Linked DNA regions of Zea mays: region 2 is linked to region 1. The links are chromatin contacts, called in public Hi-C maps. All regions are on one chromosome and are shown on one strand. Each heading gives the region's core, a stretch centred on a gene start, on an enhancer-like site or on the middle of the called end of the contact. The rest is flanking DNA. Distances are from core to core; before and after follow the strand shown.

Evidence for each region. A called contact is a pair of places that touch in the nucleus more often than the background predicts.
Region 2: a contact with region 1 is called in a Hi-C map of tassel, with 2.8 times the contacts expected there. The contact joins the promoter of LOC100276750 here to the promoter of LOC103643941 in region 1. A contact is called at or near these places in 2 of 25 Hi-C or Micro-C datasets (ear and tassel).

Annotation. Positions count from the first base shown.
Region 1 is chr1:276,957,380-276,964,848 of Zm-B73-REFERENCE-NAM-5.0, reverse strand. It overlaps LOC103643941 (late embryogenesis abundant protein 19), which reads left to right and starts at 3,914. Exons shown (of 5, transcript XM_023301009.1): 1 at 3,914-4,235; 2 at 4,366-4,715; 3 at 4,790-4,898; 4 at 5,248-5,341; 5 at 5,425-5,519. The coding sequence starts at 3,945. The coding sequence ends at 5,519. It overlaps LOC103643940 (a long non-coding RNA gene), which reads left to right and starts at 5,520. Exons shown (of 5, transcript XR_561391.2): 1 at 5,520-5,608; 2 at 5,697-5,816; 3 at 5,893-6,087; 4 at 6,214-6,264; 5 at 6,348-6,426.
Region 2 is chr1:277,087,922-277,094,948 of Zm-B73-REFERENCE-NAM-5.0, reverse strand. It overlaps LOC100276750, which reads left to right and starts at 1,892. Exons shown (of 1, transcript NM_001366671.1): 1 at 1,892-3,006. The coding sequence starts at 2,165. The coding sequence ends at 2,791.

The sequences.
Region 1 (7,469 bases), core at 2,665-5,164:
CCTCCTTGGCGCTCTTCAACCCTTGCACTTTGTTATACTCCTCTCTACTTAGAGAGGCGAGGAGTATTGTTGTCGCTTGAGAGTTGAAGTGCTCGATTTGGGCCACCTCATCCTCATCATAATCCTTATCCCCTACGGACGGTACCTGTGCACCAAACTCAACAACATCCCATATACTTTTGTGGAGTGAGGTTAGATGAAATCTCATTAAATCACTCCACCTAGCATAATCTTCACCATCAAAAGTTGGTGGTTTGCCTAATGGGACGGAAAGTAAAGGTGCATGTTTAGAAATGCGAGGGTAGTGTAGGGGGATCTTACTAAACTTCTTACGCCCTTGGCGTTTAGAAGTTACGGAGGGCGCATCGGAGCCGGAGGTCGATGTTGATGAAGTGTCGGTCTCGTAGTAGACCACTTTCCTCATCCTCTTTTGCTTGTCCCCACTCCGATGCGGTTTGTGGGAAGAAGATTTTTCCTTCTTCTCTTTGTGGTGAGAAGAAGATTTCTTCTCCTTCCCTTTGTTGGAGGAGCTCTTCTTCTTCTCCCTCCTCTTGGTACGGGACTCTTCCGATGAAGTGCTCCCGTGGCTTGTAGTGGGCTTTTCGCCGGTCTCCATCTCCTTCTTGGCGTGATCTCCCGACATCACTTCGAGCGGTTAGGCTCTAATGAAGCACCGGGCTCTGATACCAATTGAAAGTCGCCTAGAGGGGAGGTGAATAGGGCGAAACTGAAATTTACAAATATAAACACAACTACAAGCCGGGTTAGCGTTAGAAATGTAATTGAGTCCGCGAGAGAGGGCGTAAAACAAATCGCAAGCAAATGAGGAGTGTGACACACGGATTTGTTTTACCGAGGTTCGGTTCTCGCAAACCTACTCCCCGTTGAGGAGGCCACAAAGGCCGGGTCTCTTTCAACCCTTCCCTCTCTCAAACGGTCCCTCGGACCGAGTGAGCTTCTCTTCTCAAATCACTTGGAACAAAAGTTCCCGCAAGGACCACCACACGATTGGTGTCTCTTGCCTCAATTACAAGTGAGTGTTTTATCATAAGAAAGAATGCGAAAGAAAAGAAGCGATCCAAGCGCAAGAGCTCAAATGAACACTACAAATCACTCTCTCTAGTCACTAGGGCTTTGAATGGGATTGGGAGAGGATTTGATCTCTTGTTGGTGTGCTTTGCAATGAATGCTAGCTCTTGTATAGTGATTGGAAGCTGGAAAACTTGGATGCAATGAATGGTGGGGTGGTTGGGGTATTTATAGCCCCAACCACCAACTTGACCGTTGGTGGAGGCCGTCTGTTTGATGGCACACCGGACAGTCCGGTGCACACCGGACAGTCCGGTGCCCCAGCCACGTCACCAGTTCCGTTGGATTCCGACCGTTGAAGCTTCTGACTTCTGGGCCCGCCTTGATGTCCGGTGGCGCACCGGACATGCACTGTAGGGTGTCCGGTGCGCCAGCATGGGCGTGTCTGACCTCTACGCGCGCTGGCGCGCAATAAATGCGCTGCAGGTAGCCGTTGGCGCCTGAAGTAGCCGTTGCTCCGCAGATGCACCGGACAGTCCGGTGTACACCGGACAGTCCGGTGAATTATAGCGGAGCGGCTGAAGTGAAAACCCGAGGCTGGCGAGTTCCTGAGGCCGCCCTTCCTTGGAGCACCGGACATGTCCGGTGCACACCGGACAGTCCGGTGAATTATAGCGGAGTGGTCTCTGGAAAATCCCGAAGCCGAGCAGTTCGAAGTTGGAGTCCCCTGGTGCACCGGACATGTCCGGTGGCACACCGGACAGTCCGGTGCGCCAGACCAGAGAAGCCTTCTATTGCTCCTTTTGCTCTTGTGTTGAACCCAACTCATGGTCTTTTTATTGGCTAAGTGTGAACATTTTGCACCTGTATAACTTATACACTAGAGCAAACTAGTTAGTCCAAGATTTGTGTTGGGCAATTCAACCACCAAAATTATTTAGGAACTAGGTGAAACTCTAATTCCCTTTCACACACCAGAACCAAGGTGGTGGAAGCCCCGTCTTCGACTCTAGTGGCAGTCATCAGTTACTGACTGACATCCTTCCTCGGCTTGCTCAAGGACGATTCGACCCGTGGCTTGACTGAGGTTAACTCCAACGTCGAAGAACCGCCAAATAGGGCTACTTCACGTTAATGCCCCCGCTAAATGACAACAGCGGAGGGGACAAGGAGGTCCCCAATCAAGAAGAAGAGTACCAATGTCAGCACTAAGCATGCATCCTTTCTCGCGAGGCCTCCCTTCGTGAGCAGTAGGAGGAGCTTGACGCCCACGCCCTCGTGCAAAAACTCGACCACGTCAATGGCGATACCAAGTGGAGGCGCCTCGAAGCCGAGAGGCCCCGACCGAGATAGGTATGTGACCATCTTGTTGTAAGCAGCGACGATGCACAACACTTCCTCAATCCCGCACAAAACATGGTCGACACGACATTGAACAGACCTTGCCCTATCAGTGCCTGGGGCTGGATGGAAGAGCACAGAGCGCACTCGATCCATGGATAAGAAGGGGAGTACGGAGGGGGCTAGACAGTATCCATCGGTACAATCGGCACCCGCGGATACCGCTTCAACCCCGATGAGGACCGAACCGTGGGCCTCCTGCCGCCAGGACTTTGGGCTTTCAGCCACCGCATCCTTCGGGCACCCGTATCGCGGCGCTAGAGGCCCCCAATCAACATCACGAGGTATTCCGGGGAATCAGATCTCCGCCTTTGGCTGGGAGACTACCGGCTAGCATGTCAGGCGAGAGGGGTAGATTGTGATGACTTCATAGTCTGGATTCTCCCTTGTATCTGGTGAATTCGGTACGAGCATGGCTCGAAAACCTCAGACCCAGGAGCATCCAGGATTGGGCTGACCTTGAAGAAGTCTTTGTTGGGAATTTCCAAAGCACGTACGTACGCTCGGACAACCCGTGAGATCTTAAGAATTATCTTATTAATATGTATTTTACTATGTTCGTACTTAATTGTTTAATATTATACTTGATTTGTTATTTATCGAATTGTTTATTGAATTATTAACTATATATAGATTATTTTGAGTTATATATATTTTTATGACGGTATACCTAAACAAAAAAAATCCTAGTTTCCACCTTGTGAGTTGTGATCGTGACGGTTATAGCTTGAAAAAGCTCGAGGCTCGCGATCCCGCTGAGCTCGTAGTGGCTCGGCTCACGAGCCTCGGGCGAGCCGAGCCTGTTTTTGAGCTCGTCGAAGGAACGAGCCGAGCCACTCAGGCTCGTGAGTTGTGCCAAATTAATCTCTACTACTTATTAAGTAAGCAATAGTAGTCTGCCTCTGACGTGTTCTGCCTCTGACGCGTTCTGCCAACGGCTGTTCTGCCTCCGTTAGTCCCGTGCAACAAAATAAACAATACATGCACAAGTTTATGCGCCATGTTCCGTTCCATCTCTCTCAGTGAGCAACATAGAATCCACAACTGCCCTTATAAGCCATGTTCTGTCACTCTCAATAGTCGATGTGGCACTAATAAAATAGATGGCACGCACATGTGGCAGCGTTTCGTGCGGCCCAATGATTTTTGTGTGGATCTGAGGCCCATCCCATCGTGCAGCCCACTGTCCAGCGTGCAGCCTACCGTCCAGCCACGGCCCACGGCCGCCGGCGGCTCCAGCCACGGTTGTGCCGCGCGCTTCCTTCACTGCGCTCAACTCCGGCGGCCTCCCCTTCCTCTCCTCCACCCCATCATCGGATTCCACCTCCTCCCCCACCGCACCGTCGGACTCCTCCTCCCCAATGGCGGCCTCCAGCGCACTTCCGTCCTCCAACTCCTCCCCATCGGCTGCCTTCACCCAACCGGTCAGCGGACTCATGCGCGGCACAACCGTCCCCAATCCCACGACCCCCCGGTCAGCGGACTCTCCCTCTACCCACGACCTCCACTCTCGCATGCTCCCTCTGCACGACCTCTACTTTACCTGTGTCGCGGTTCGGCGCACTGGTGGCCCAGCTGGAGTCCGTAGTGGCATCGGCCAGGCAGAAGACCCCCGACGCGCTGCTCTGCTTCGACCTCCTCTCCGAGCTCTCCTCTGCCATCGACGAGGCCCCCCAAGGTCCACCCCACTGCCTCCTGACCTCACAGTTTCGTTGGATCCAATCTTTTATCCAAGCTCAGCGATGGCTTCTCGTCAGCAGCATCCTACTAGCTACCACGCCGGCGAGACCAAGGCCCATGTCGAGGTGATGAGATGAGACGCGCGCGCACCGCGCTTCCAGCCGCCGTGCCAGCACGTTGCTCGCTCTATCGTCCTTTTGCAGTTACCTACTCCACACGATAGAGTGGACACTAACGTTGGCTGCTGCATCGCAGGAGAAGACGGGTCAAGTGATGGGGGCGGCGCAGGAGAAAGGGAGGGAGGCCAAGCACAAGGCATCCGACGCCGCTGATCGCGCCATGGGGATGGGCCACGACGCCGGGGAGGCGGCCAAGGACAGGGCGTACCGGGCCAAGGACGCGGCCTCCGGCGCCGCTGGCCGCGCCAGGGACACTGCGTCCGACGCGGCCGGCGCTGCCGAGGACCGCGCCCGCGACGGCGCGCAGCAGACCGGGAGCTACGTCGCGCAGACGGTCGAGGCCGCCAGGCAGAAGGCGGCCGGCGCCGCGCTGTACGCCAAGGACACCGTGGTCGCCAGCAAGGACAAGACCGGCGCCCTCCTGCAGCAGGTGAGATGCACTGTTGGAAGGGGTTATCTGTGGATGTATTATGTCATTGAGTGTGCTGCTGATCTACAAGCTTTTGTTTTAATTTTCCTTTCCTTTTTAATGAAGGAAACTCGAATACAATAGTGGCTCTTGCTGGGAACAAGGCTGATTTGTTAGATACGAGGCAGGTGTCAGCAGATGTATGTTAATGTGCTTCTCAAGTTCTATTTTTAACACATTCATGAGCTACCACATTTGTTTATGTAGCTGCTGCCATCTTCATTCTTTAGTGATTTCTCATCCTAGAAGCTTTTGCATTCAATCGCTGCATCTTTATCGGCCAACAATATGTTTCAGAGTGGTAGGGAACATAGAATGTCTTTTTAGTGATTACTTCCAGTTTGATGTCTCGTGTAAGCTGAGACCTGGGAGCATGAAAATGTTGGTGCATGATAGCAGCAATGTTTTTTTGTCTTCCTCTCGTTTGATTGTGATGGTGTCTACTGAACCAAAACAAAATACATTAGGTAACATTATCCTATGCTGCAGGAAGCAAAGGCGTTCGCTCAAGAGAATGGTCTCTTTTTCATGGAAACTTCTGCCAAAACAGCTACCAATGTGAACGACGTGTTCTATGAGATTGGTGAGTAACTAGCATTTAAACACACAGACAGTGTGCTGCTGCTCAATCATTTACCCACTGTCACTATTACATCCTCATTTCAGCGAAGAAACTGCTTCAAGGGCAGCAGGTTCAGAACCCACAAGGCGGGATGGTTCTCAACCAGAGACCACCTAAGAGGATGTCAGTTAAATTGCAGGTAGGTTACTGACTGCACTTGTTTGTGAATACTTGGAGTGACCACAACTAAGTCACACAATGAAACTTTACTTTCCAGAGTGTAACCTGGTAACTGGTAACCATTCATAATATTTCGTTTTTACATTTTTGATATCAATATCCATTAATATGTTTCCCCGTTTTGTTTGTAAATCAGCCGGACTTCTGATAGAATGAACTGAAAGACTTCTCTAACAAAAGTGGAGCTGAGGGGAGCAAGAGTGCTAAAAGTAGTCCAATGTTTTTAGATGTTCTCGAATGTTATCTGAAATATGAGGTTTATCTCTTGCTTGATCAACAATAGAAGCAAAACATCATCCTATTGTATTTCATTCTGGTTGTGTTTTGTACAGGAGGAATCCAATGGGAAGCAGTGCATATCGACCAAGCGCGGTGGCACGGAGGACAACCCGAGAATGGTGGAAAGAAGCAGGGGAAGGACAACGCAACGAAGCCCCCTAGCTGCCCAAGGACTACATCCATGTCTGGGCAAGGCGTGGCGAGCAAGGCATGGCGAGGCGATGGACTGTCACAACCTCATGGAGAGGGTACATTTCCCTAAGGCTCTGTTGCACTATTATTTCTTTGCATCGTCATCCTTGCTGGCTACAGAGATTCGTGTGTTAAGTTTTTTTCCTTGCTTCTTATGTATAATTCATGTGAGACGGGAGAAGATCAGCTAGCAGATGAAGCCGCTACAGGATCTCGTGCCGAGTTGCAACAAGGTAACCGAGAAGACACTCTCACTCACTCACTCAATTAACATCAGGCACTTGCTGTCACTCGAGTAGTTTGGTGTGCTGCTTAGGTTTGAATTCAGAGTAAAATGTTTCTCATTTTGGGTGGTGGGCAAGGCAGTGATGCTCGATGAAATCATAAACTATGTGCGGTAGTCTGCCTCTGACATGTTCTGCCACCGGTCTATTCTGCCATCCAACCATGCCCACGCGCAATAAATAAAAAAAGGCAACAGACCGAGGGATCGAACCCCTGACTGCTCACTTAGCTCACCCCTTCAAATCACTTGACCACCTTTGGTTCTTTGTTAGAAGTAACACTCGGTCTCCCTTTACCATTTTCGTGGTTCAACTACTCATCTCTACTACATTTGGCATACCTTTTCCATAAAATAATAAAAGATCAGCAACCCAGCCTCCAGATTCTGAGGCAACATTTGGCATACCTTTTCCATCATATGAGTAGTTATGAGCACTTGGTAGTAAGTAGTAACATAAGTAACTCAGCTCTTTTGTCGAAAGTACAAATCACAGAAGAGCAGGCCCTAGAAGTTGAATTTAAACCACAAATCACAATCACACAGGATCTACCTGAACCACAAGTAAGTCCCTATCAGAAAGAAGAAAACACATGCCGTTTAGCGACAAATTAGCTGGTCGCTGGTAAGGGCTCCATCACCATCAATTACAAGAAATCAACCTGCCACAATATCATGTCCTCCAGAACTGAAAGCCCCACACTTGGTATATTCCAGCTACCTCGGGCACTTTCAGTTTTCTAAAATGTATTGTTGTCAAGACTGAATAGTGAAGACAGGCATGGCATTGCACCGTGAAGTGTTAACAACACTGGACTATTATCTCTGCCGTTTCTAACTTCCTATGGGGTTTACATGAAATGTAAGATGACAAAGTGCTTAGCCACAGCGGAGCACTGTTCTGATGACTTGATGAGTCGCGACACATTCAATTTTACATGCTACTTGGCTCCCACCTAGAAAAAAGGTGGGATTCTATTTCTAATGCCCCTGCAGCTTCTGTAAACAGAGGATCCAATTATTGTACTACAGCAGTGTAGCCTGTTCAGATTTGAGCTTGTTCGGCCATTAATAGTGTTTAGAAGCCTAACAGAGTGATTCTGTGTTGATGGCACACACTTGACACCTAGAGTGGTATCACCTGTAAGAAGAGGG
Region 2 (7,027 bases), core at 643-3,142, 130 kb before region 1:
TTTCCGTTTGGAAAGGGTACATCGGGCTAATAACTTGGGTTAATGCTAAAACCTGGCTTTCTATTAGTAAATAATAATCTGACCAACTAAAAGCAACTGCTTGACTTATCCCCACATAAAGCCAGTCCACTACAGCCAAACAGGATACTTGCTGAGTATGTTGATGTGTACTCAGCCTTGCTCTACACACCAAACTCCCCCATCCCCAGGTTGTCAGCATTGCAACCACTGCTCAGGCGAAGATGAAGCTGTGGAAGGAGACTTCCAGGAGTTCCAAGACTACGGCGAGTTCTAGGCGTGGGTTAGCGGCAACCCCCAGTCGGCTGCCTGTGAAGGCCGCGGTTATCTACGTTTCTTTTCCGCACTTTGATTTATTGTAAGGACTATATGGACGTCTCAGACGTATGATGTAATCGACTATTATTTCCCTTTTAATACTATTTTGAGCACTGTGTGATGATGTCCATGTTATGTAACTGCTGTGTACGTGAATTACTGATCCTGGCACGTACATGGTTCGCATTCGGTTTGCCTTCTAAAACCGGATGTGACAATATTTAAGTTATTGTGATATTAATTTTGTTGTCATTGCAATGCACATACATTAATCTACTAATTTATATAACCCTATCACCCTATGCAACAAATGGCCACCGATTAAAAAGTAAAAAACAATCGTCATGGTTGAGTGGGGCTTTTAAATTTTTGCCACTTTTACGGATGGACATATTTAGAGTTGATTTAGTGACCCGGGATCCCGGGAGGATCGGAGGGGATTGAGGGGGAAATTAGTTCATTTCCCTCTTAATCCCATCCAATCCTCCTGGGATCCCCTTGTCACCAAATCAACCTTAGTCTCTTAAATTTTACGGATGGACATATTTATTCGCTGGTAACCCCTACAATGGTGTTGGTAGCACGAGTCATGCCTAAAACTTATTTAGTCTCTTAAAAGACACATATTTAGTCTCTTAAAAGGCATGCCCTCCAGCGGTTTTGGTCAGCAAAACAGTTTAGTAAACCTTGAGGAACTCCAACAGCTTATATAAAATTCTAGGCAAATATAGAGTTTTGTGGTGGAGTTTTTATAATAGAAAACTTATTTTGGCTAGGGTTAACCAAGAGACTAGCTATTAGTTAACTTTTCTTATCCACACATGCAAACAGCCACCGCTTGCATAGTTGCGTCAGGCCATTGCATGAGTCGCATGCAAAGAGCAGTTAGGCAAAGATGCCGAGCGATGACAGAGAAAATGCCGAGTGAAATAGATAAGAGACGAAGAAAGCGAATATGTTGGATGTGGTTTTCAGTGACCTTTTCTTTTTTTATCTAGTCAAATTAATTTACAAAGGCTGTTGAAGTTGCTCAAGGTATTTAAATTGCATGGATAGGAGGATTCGATTCTCTTGCATGGATCCATGCAAATTCCAGATTGGAGCCTATTTCGATGACGGACCTCATAGTCTTAGCCGAGAAAACTTCGCATAATTGTAACGTGCCTCAAATGAAATTGTCACAATCCATGGACCCGGCGGCGTCAGGCGTCGACCGGTACGGTGTTTTCTTCTCGCGAACAAGAAGAAACATCGAACCACACATATTCTCTCACTGCATGGCGGGACCCACACGTCATCCTGGGCGACACATAACCGAGCGGACCCATGCAGCCACGACGCCGCCAGCGCACCTTCCTCGAGGGCAGGTCAACCGGAAAAAAATTGTGCATCTAGGATGCAAACGCACTACTCTACCGTCTCTCACATCCATCGTGGAAAGACCCTTATAAATAGAAGAAAAATAAATTACTGAGAAGTTAAGTTACAAATTTTGATTTGTTTTTTTTTTTGACCTTCACGTGGTGGTGCAAAGGTGCACAGAATTTTTTTTTCCAGGTCAACCACCAGCTCAGATCGACGCGATCAGCCGGGCCGGACTGGAGCACTTCTCGTCAAACTTTTCCGCTGAATACCCATTCCCCCGTTGCTAGTTTCTGCGTTCATTTGGGGAGTAGGGAGTAGGCCACCGCGCTTGCAGAGGATTTTATGCTCCCAACGAGCAGAGAGAGATAGAGGCAGAGAGTGAGGGAGATCCCCAGGCCAGGGCACTTGCAAAGGATTTATCCCTCCCAACGAGCAACGAGAGAGAGAGAGATTTTGCTTTTGCATGGTTCATTGGTTTGCGGCGTCAAAGAGCTCGTTAAATATGGACGTCCTGGATCACTCGGACGATGAGGAGGAGCAGCAGGACCGGTGCGGCACCAGCAGCGGCAGATCAGGCTCCAGGCTCGGCGCGCGGGCGCGGCGGCAGAAGCGGAGGTCAGGCGGCAGCCGCCAGAACCTGCTGCTCATGGACTGCGTCGGCGGCAACGGGGACCGCGCGTTGGAGGACACCGTGCCGCTGCCAGACTACGAGCTCTTGTCCCAGTCCGCCCGCCTCCACGACGACGCCAAGAATCCGCCTCCGGCGCTGCTGGTTGCAGAGGAGGAGCAGCAGCAGAAGGCGCCGGCCAAGCAGGGGAAGGCGTCCCCGCCACAGCCTCCGCCCCTGCCACTGCCACAGCGGCAGCAGAAGCCGGCGGCGTGGAGGCTGATCGAGTACGTGAGGTCAAGGAACAGGTCGGGCGGCGCAGGGCCGGGGGTCGGTGGGTGCGGCGCCTGGTCTGACGGCGACTCCAAGAGCTCCGAGGACGGCGAGGACGGGGGCGGCGAAGGGAAGAAAGATAAGAAGAAGAAGCGGTCGTCCTGGCTGCCGGACCCCGACCGCCGGTGGCCGGTGCAGGGATTCTGTTAGCGCGTTCATCGTCTTCGCAGTCTAGTAAAACCGTGTTACGCCTCTGACTCATGCGTTGGTTTGGTTGCTTCAGTCTCTTCTTTTCATAGTTTATCATTTTTCCGTGTGGGTTTGCAATGTCAATGCACGGACATAAATGAGGAGGACAAACCCGGCATGCTTTTGCGCTGAATGTAGGACTTGTTTGATATGCAGTTTTGAAATCCTACAGTTTTAAAATGCCATAGTTTGTAATTGTACATATCATAAATAATACGGCACCTCACAGTAAAATCAGAGTATTGTTGAAAACTGAGATGTGTTGTTTTATTACAAACTGAAGTATTTATAAAGAGAACAAAAGAAAACCGAGGTCCCAAATAAAGTTTCGAAAACTTTAAAAATATCACAGTTTTAAATAAATCATATATTTAAAACTATGTTTTACATGTAGCAACCAAACACCTTTTACCTTCTAACACCACATTATCATAAAATATCATAGTATTATCTCAAAGCTTCCAAACAGGGCCTACTCGGTGCCAATGCACCTTACAATTTACCATATATCTTCGCCACTAAGCGTACATTTGATTGGAGAGTTAACTAGAATGGAGCGGCTTCATTCCAGTTTCTAATAATGAAACAATTATATTTTGTGACAAGCAGAACATAGTTGCTCCATTTTTATTTAGTTAAAAAGTAGAATAGAGCGAAGTCACTCCGTTCTTTGTTTAGTTAGAGAACCATATAAGTGTAGTGGAAAGTAGAGGGAACGATCACCTCTAAGAGAGCGCTGAGTGTAGTGGGAAATAGAGGGATCACATCTAAAAGAGCGCTGAGTGTAGTGGGAAATAGAGGGAATGATAACGTTTGAGAGAGCGTTTGCATAGTCAGCATCCGATCGTTTGATAGAGCAGACATTCCTATTTTATTAGAAACCAAAACATCCAGGGAATAGAAATAAATAGAGCGTTTCCTTCTCCTACACTGTTCAACCAAACACACTAATGACGGTAATGACGGTAAGCGCGTCAGGGCAGAGCCACGTGTAAGAGGGACACGCCTCTCTTCATGACACCTCTTTTACATGACATGAACATAAGAAAATGAATCGTTATTTTTCATAACCGATTATAGGAAAATAATTCTATCAAATGCAGGTAAAAATGTTGTAAGTTTTAAAATAATGCAAAAGCAGCTTTGCAATAGTTGTTGCTTTTCGTCGCTTGAGCTGGCTTTTAGTTTTTGCAAAAAGAAAAAAAAAACAGGTTAAAAAGCACAACCAAAAGGGCTTAAATACAGAGATGTAAGGTAGGCCTACAGCAGACTACATGCGAGAATACACAGCGACCACGCACTGATTGGGGGATAATGTACATCCGCTCATGTCTAAGTTTTCCCCGCCTGAAGCTGAAGGAGCCCGGCAAGCGCGCCGGAACCATGTCTTGAACGCGGCGACCAGATGTGGGCAGTCATCGACATTGCGGGTCGAGAACCCCAGGCATTGCTGCAACAGCTCCTGGGCTTCTAGGACAAGCAAGGTGGAGATGTTCTGAAGAAACGCCTCCTCCAGGTCTTGGCAATTGGTCGATTTCTGGAAGTGCATTGGTTGAATAATGTCCCGGCAGACGTTTAGGACAGGGAGCCAGCTTCTGACGAGCATCATCCTCACCTGATGAAAGGACATGTAGAACATTTCAGATACACAGAGAAACACAACTTCATAAGGTGTCATCAGGAGCCTGCAACATTCAGATGCAACCGAAAAATTGAGGTAGCAGGTTCCGTTTGAGAAGAATATTGTTGGAGGCTAAAATGAGCCTGGCGGACGGTCCGGCCCTGAGGCCGGACGGTCCGCGGTCCGGACTGTCCGCGGTGGTGGCGCGGACGGTCCGCGCGCGCGCAGAGTCAGTTAGGGTTCCTAGTTTCTCGCAGGATTTGTTACCTAAAACCGCGGGATTAACTCGGGAAACAGTTGGAAACGGATCCAGACCTCCCCTTTATATAGATGAAGGGCTACGGCCGATTGAACCCCCAACAATCGAACCAATACAACTTCTATCTCGCATTTATTTTCAGCACAATTAGGAGTAGTTCTAGTCTAGTTCTAGTTTAGCCCTAGTTTAGTATTCCAATCCCCAAATTCTCTGCCTCTCCTCGACTCTACGTCGATTAGAGGAGTCTAGGTCGGCCGGCCCGAGCCTAGACAACCCCTAGGATCTCTCCTCCCCGACGGGGTCCCTCCCGGGAGCGAGATCCAGGCGCCGCCGGCGATCTTCCGCCGCCCCTGCACACGCGCGGACCGTCCGGCCCCAGGGCGCGGACCGTCCGGCCGTCAGGCAGGAAAACCTAGCCCCTGCGCCAGGTCGCGGACCGTCCGGCCCCAGGCCGCGGACCGTCCGCGCCTGACCAGAGAGCACCGCCGCCGGTTCTTCTTGAGTATTTGGCGCTCCAAAAAAGCGTCAACATACTTTTTGGCGACTCCGCTGGGGAATAGGTGTCTAGATCTGCTAAAATCGGCCCATAAATGGCCGGTTCGAAGGATCACACCAAGATCTCCACTACCAACATCATCAAGCCGGCCATGGAGGCGCTCCCGGCTGATGACCAAAGGCCCTTTGAAGACCTCGTAATGCGCGATGAGAAGGAGGTGATGCGGCAATGGAACGAACAACGCGACAAGGAAGAGGCGGAACTGCTGCATAAACTCTCCGAACGGCGCAAGGAGGCGGCGGACAAGTACTTGTCACACTTCACGGTGGATCGCCACCAGAAGATCGTCCGTCAAGGGGAGATCGATATGGAATCTCTCCTACCTCCACTGCAGGGTCCCGCTGTAAGTACTCCAGATCTATCTCTTACGACTTTCATGGATCAACGAGGAGATCAGTTAAAGCAATATGTAGATGAATCTATTAAAATGCATTTACGTGCATACGAGAAATCAGCTGCTCCTAATTTTCCATCGCGAGAGTCTAATACAGTGCCACCCACGTCAAACACATCGGCTATAAACGGGTCACCTTTGACCCAGCCATCATATGGTATGCCGATGCACGTTTTCGTGCCACCATCACAGCCGCAACCACTAGGCACGCGGCAGGTACTGGACGCGACCGGACCGTCCGAGCATCATCTCAGACAGTCCGGTTATACCGCGGACCGTCCGGCGTATTTCGCCGGACCGTCCGACCAGATGCAGGCCCGCACACAAAACACTCAGGTCGCACCGTACATGGCCGGACCATCAGGATACAACCCTGAACACTTCGGCCCCATCACGGACCGTCCGGTGCATCACGCCGGACCGTCCGGATATGTTGCGGACCGTCCGCCATCTTACGCCGGACCGTCCGGATATGGCATGAACCGGCCGACGTATTACGCTGGACCATCCGACTCTACACGAATCCATGCGCAGACTGCCCAAGTCACGCCTTATATGGCCGATCCATCCGGGTACAGCCCTGGACCATTCGGCCCGATCGCGGACCGTCCAGTTCTTTACGACAGACGGTCTGGGTACGAGACTACCCACGTAGCACCAAATACGGCTGGACAATCCGGATATACCTTCAGACCATTTGGCCAGGTCGCAGACCATTCGGCCTCTTACGCCGGACCATCCGGATATGCATACGCAGAGCCGAGAGCTGCGCAATACGCACAATTCCCACATTCATCGCAACAACATTATGGTGCCCCACTAGCAACACATTATAATCATGCCATACCACCTCATGGACATAGGGCTGAATACTATTCGGCCACAAGAGAGCCTGAGGGGTATAGGGCAGGAGCTGGTGACATTAATAGGACACCTAACACATACCTCAAACATACCTGGGAGGAAAGCCGACAAAGTAATGTCAGGCAACCTGAAATCTCCACCCACAAACTCAATGGATGGTCGCCAGACATGGCAGAGAGGGTCAGAGATGAGGTAGCCGGGATGTTCAGGGACAAACTCGGTGTTAGTGTGTCAGGTACAGGGCAATCGTATCGGAAGCCTTATAGCCACCGATTCGACACCGTGCCATACCCACAGGGAACTAGAATACCAGACTTCTCTAAGTTTTCTGGTGAAAGTGGGAAAAGCACACACGAACATATAAGCCAATTCATAGCACACTTGGGAGAATTGGCTGATGGGGAAGCCTACCGCGTTCGTTTATTCTCGTTGTCCCTTACTGATACTGCATTTGCATGGTACGCAGCTTTGCCACCAAACTCTATTAACTCTTGGGAAGAATT